Linked DNA regions of Arachis hypogaea: region 1 is linked to region 2. Evidence: chromatin contacts called from public Hi-C data. All regions are on one chromosome and are shown on one strand. Each heading gives the region's core, a stretch centred on a gene start, on an enhancer-like site or on the middle of the called end of the contact. The rest is flanking DNA. Distances are from core to core; before and after follow the strand shown. Region 1 has its middle 19 kb from the start of LOC112737356. Region 2 holds the start of LOC140176556.

Region 1 (2,700 bases), core at 165-2,664, 35 kb after region 2:
ATTTTTTCTTGTCAATCACAAAATTTGAATAAGGAAAAAGGTTGAACCTCTTAAATCAACACATTAAATTATCAAATTATATTTTTGTATATTTAATTTAATTACCACCAATGAATAGATAGATATCCAATTAATGTTAGAGAAAATGTCTAAATGTCTTTGTAAGAATTGCATGATTTTCGTAAGCATACGATATAAAAGTTTTGATAATAAGTATGTTGCAAAGATAAATTTGCTTAAATGAAAACTTCTAATCAAATCAAACCATTATAAAATTGGCAGAAGATAGAACTTTCATTCAAATTATTTAAAAGACATTAAAAAAATACAAAAAAAGGAAAACATAGCACTATAGCAGACATTCTTTAATTTGGCAGATTTATTTAATAAATAAAGAAATTGGAAAGATATTGGCATTTGGCAACAACTCCTTCAGCGTAAAATGGCAATGCCCCAAAAGAAAAGGAACCTATCTACGTCACATAACTCACAAGGCTTTGTCTTTAAGAAATTTAATGTAATTTAATCTGCTTTGAAATAATGCCTCTCCTCAGCATTATTAACAAATCCATGGTTGGTCGAGTGGTTCGTTTAAGTGTTTGAATTTTGTTTTGTATATGTAGTAATTTATTGGTCAATAATAAATTTTTAAATGAAATTTCGATTTATAATAAATTAATTTTTAATTTATCAGACTAAAAAATATTATAAAAAAACTTCAAAAAATATTTCTATCAAACATGTATAATTATATATCCTAGAGAAACTTATAAATAAAGAAAATGAGATAAGCCTTAAATAAGAAAAAAAATGTCATTGCATTATTATTATTATTATTGGTCTAGCTCACAAAATAGTTCCCAATAAATGATAATCTTTAATATTACTTAATTAATAAGAGTAATATGACAGTTATATTTTTGAAAAACTTTATAATAAATTTATAGCTCCATAAGAAAAAAAATTACCATGTAAGTATTTAATGATTGAAATGGTAGATTTATAAATTCTTGACAGAATGTAATAGAAGAATGAATTAATTAGTTAGTAATATTTTAAAAATTTAATATAATAATTAATTAATAGTATAAAACTTATTACATATTTATTAATTTATATTTGTTTTTTAAAGACTATTTACATGATAAACATAAAAGATAACTATTTTTATTAAGGTATAAAATTATTTTATATTAATATGAAAATTAAATTCTTAAATTAAAGAGGAAAGTGCAAATCAACAACATGGGACAGGCCACAAATCAAATGTCAAACTTAATATTATAATCTTTGAAGACCAAATCTCATGCAGACCAAAGACGCCAACAAAGTGAGAGAGAAGAGGCTTTCACGTTTGCTCCCTTCAATCACGGGCTTCCACGTGGATCCCTCCAATTCGTGGACCCTATGCTGACATGGACAAAGGGAGTGAAAAGAGAACAAGAAAAACTGTACCAGAAAAAAAAAACACGCACACTAACTTGCACATATAAATACCATCAGCAAAACACAAAAGCGAAATAGGTTGAAGAAAAAGAAAATAAAGAGGCCGTCCCCGCAACAATTTTAATTTTTTTTTTCCAAAAAATTCTCCATTTTCCTTTTTTACTTTATTTTTCTTCTTCTTCTTCTTCCTATTTTCTTTTTTCTTTTTTTCCAATTTAATTATTTTCTCTCTCAACAAACGAACAAACATCAGTACCTCTCACAAAAGAAAAAAAAGAAAAAAAAAACACCGTTTCGTTTTTAGCTCTCTTCTTCTCTTCTCCCTCCGCTTTCTAGGGCTGCGAAACATTTTCCGAGAAATTAGAGGAAGCTAGATTGATCGAAGACCTCAACGACGACGACGACGAAGAAGAAAGAAACCAGAAAAAAATTTAAAATGATAGTAAAAAATTAGGGAAGAGAAGAACGAACAAAGAAAAAGAAAGAAAAAAAAACGCCGCGAAGAACTTTCAATTTTTTCACGAATCTGGAGGTATTTCGAATCGCAATCTGGTGGTGGTGGTGGCGGATCTCGGTTGGCGCTGAACCTTCCCTGCCATTTTTATTTTTTGAATCGGCACGGTTGAACGCATTCGGAGCTGTAATAATCGCAGATTTTCTTCCTTTTTTCATGTTGTTGTTGTGGATCTGTTGAAATTAACTGTGTTGTTGATGTGTTTGAAGGATCGAGAGGTAGGAGAACGATGAAATGGGGGACGTTGCTTAAGGACTTCAGAGAGAAGGTTGGCTTCACTCAATCGCCGCCCTCTGTTTCTTCTTCTTCAGCTTCAGCTTCAGCTTCCGCTTCTTTTCCTTCTGCTTCTTCCCCTACATCTCTTCCTTCGTCTTCTCCTAACCACAATGCCTTCTCAGCTTCGCAAATCTCTCCTCTCTCTCCTTCCAGGTTTGTTCCGCATCAACATTCTTCTTTTAGCACTATTTTACTTAATGTAAATCTTTGAATAATTAGTTAAGGAATGCTTTGTTTTAGTCAGGCTAGAGGATTGATACTTCACTTCTTATTTTATTTTATTTTTTTGTGTGTTAAATATAGTTTTTGGCTAAATCTCTCTCAGTGTGAAGTTTGATTAAAATGCATTTGATTATGAGCTATTTTGAGTTGAAAATAAGTATGATTCTGATGTGCTAGTAGTTGGTTGGTTGAGTTTAAGCAATGGAAATTGTATTCTGTTGTTTGAGTGGGAGGATTTGAGC
Region 2 (2,700 bases), core at 146-2,645:
TAGATAGTCTAAATATAATATTTTTTTTGTCTTTTTGGTATAAGGGATGTATACGGTGGAATTTCAAAAATGAGATCTACCACATGCTCACATTCTTTTATGGTTAAGTGGAGACCATAAGATAACAACGACAACTCAAATTGATCAGTTAATATCTTCAGAGTTAACAGATCCTGTTCGGTACCCAAAATTATTTAGAATTGTATCTACATATATGATTCATGGATCATGTGGTAGAGCATTCTCAAAATCTCCCTGCATGAAAGATAGGTACTGCACCAAATATTATCCCAAGACATTCAGTAGAACCACAGTTATCGATGATAGTAGATACCCATCACATAGAAGACGAGACACAGGGGTGATTACTAAGAAGAAGGGAGTCCATATGGATAATAGAAATATGGTTCCATACAATGCATATCTACTGATGTCTTATTAAGCGCATGTTAATGTTGAGTACTGTAACAAGTCGAATGCTATCAAATATTTGTTCAAGTACGTGAATAAAGGTCCAGACAGGGTAGCAGTTGGAGTTACAAATGAAGCTTCCAGTGGAGAGGATGCTCAGGTTATTGATGAGATCAAACAATTTTATGATTGTAGATATTTGTCTGCATGTGAGACTGTGTGGAGAATCTTAGCGTATGATATTCATCAAAGGTGGCCTTCAGTGACGAGGTTAACCTTTCATTTGCCTGGAGAGCAAAATATCATCTTTAAAGATGATGACGATCTTAAAGAAATTCCGGAAGAAGAGGAAGGAAAATGTACGATGTTCTTAGCATGGATGGAGGCCAATAAAAATTTGAAGCAGGTCAAACTTTGACGTATGCTGAGTTTCCAAATCAATTTGTTTATGATAGAGAATCAAGGGAATGGTATCCACGCAAAAGAGGATATTCTATCGGGAGGTTAAATTATGTTCCACCGGGTACATGTGATATTTATTATATGAGAATTTTGTTAGCTATTCAGAGAGGTTGCACAACATATGAGTCTATTAGGACAGTTAATGGAATTACATATTCTAACTTCCAAGATGCTTGCTATTCCATGGGACTACTGTACGATGATAGGAAATTCATTACAGCTATTAATGAGGTAGCTGAACTTGCATCTGGTCATCAATTGAGAAAACTATTTGCGATGCTACTAATAGCATTAGCAACCCAGAGCGTGTTTGGAATGCAACTTGGACATTATTAGCTGATGGAATACTATATGAGAGGAGAAAAACTTTGAAAAACCAAGGTATTTTACTATGTGTTTTTTTTATATCAAGATTGTATTCTCTTATTATCTTTATTTTTATTGATAATATTAATAGTTTTATTTTGGAATTACTTATTAAATATTTCATAAAACCACCATGTGATTTTGCTAGGACTAAACATGACTGATGACGAATTGAAAAATCTCTGCCTTATTGAGATTGAGAAAATACTCAACAGCAATGCGAGATCTTTAAAAGACTATCAATCAATGTCATATCCTGAGATGTCTGATATTCGCCTTTTTCAGAATAAGCTAATAGAGGAGGGGTTAGCATATGACACAAATGAGTTGACTCATACAAACTTATATACAGAACAAAAGATAACTCATGAGCAAAGGTTAGTATTTGATGAGATACTCAATGCTATTATTACAGACTCTTGTGGTTTTTACTTTGTTTATGGTCATGGTGGGTGTGGTAAGACATTTATTTGGAATGGATTTTCTTCTGCTATTCGGTCTAAAGGAAAGATTGTTTTAAATGTCGCATTCAATGAAATTGCTTCTTTACTCCTACCTGGTGGCAGAACGGCTCATTCTAGATTTTCAATACCCATTACAATTACTGATGAATCTACTTGCAACATCAAGCATGGCAGTTTGAAGGCTGAGCTGCTCATCAAAAATAGCTTAATAATTTGGGATGAAGCTCCAATGCTCAATAAAATGTACTTTGAAGCACTTGATCGGACGCTCAAGGATCTTATGTCAGTTACTGATCAACATAAGACACATTAACCATTTGGTAGTAAGGTTGTTGTTCTAGGAGGTGATTTCAGACAGATACTTCCGGTGATTCCGAAAGGAAGTAGACAAGATATATTGGCATCCGCTATTAACTCATCCCATCTGTGGTTATTTTGTAAGGTTCTGAAACTGCATACGAATATGAGGCTTCTAATGTCTTCTTCAGATCAAGATGATGGTGAAATGAAGAGATTTGCTAATTGGATACTTGATGTTAGAAATGGAAATATTGGCTCTGTTGTTGGTGATGAATCAAAAGTTGAAATTCCAGATGATCTATTGATTACAACTACTGATGACCCTCTCTCTCATTTGGTAGACTTTGCATATCCAAATTTGTTGCAAAACATGTCAAATTACAGGTATTTTCAGAGAAGGGCAACTCTTGCACCCACGCTTGAGAGTGTCGAGAAAGTAAACGATTTTGTCTTGACAATCTTTCCAGGGATGGAAAAGAAGTATTTGAGCTCTGACACAACATGTCAAGCTGATGAGAATGAAGATGTACAACAAGAGTGGTTCACACCAGAGTTCCTAAATGACATCAAATGCTCGGGACTACCCAATCACAAGTTGACTTTGAAGCTAAGAGTCACTGTAATGCTACTGCGAAACATAGACCAGACATCAAGTTTATGCAACGTGACAAGATTAATAGTTAACGAACTTGGCAGC

Evidence for each region. A called contact is a pair of places that touch in the nucleus more often than the background predicts.
Region 1: a Hi-C map of leaf shows a contact between it and region 2, with 4 times the contacts expected there. The contact joins the enhancer-like site here to the promoter of LOC140176556 in region 2. A contact is called at or near these places in 7 of 8 Hi-C or Micro-C datasets (leaf and an unstated tissue).

What each region holds. Positions count from the first base shown.
Region 1 is chr2:11,031,262-11,033,961 of arahy.Tifrunner.gnm2.J5K5, forward strand. It overlaps the pseudogene LOC112737350. Among protein-coding and RNA genes, the nearest start is that of LOC112737356, 19 kb to the right of the region's middle. Within about 2 kb of position 1,415, at least 2 of the 3 cell types and tissues checked have open chromatin away from gene starts, as enhancers often do.
Region 2 is chr2:10,996,220-10,998,919 of arahy.Tifrunner.gnm2.J5K5, forward strand. It overlaps LOC140176556, which reads left to right and starts at 1,396. Exons shown (of 1, transcript XM_072208080.1): 1 at 1,396-2,016. The coding sequence starts at 1,396. The coding sequence ends at 2,016.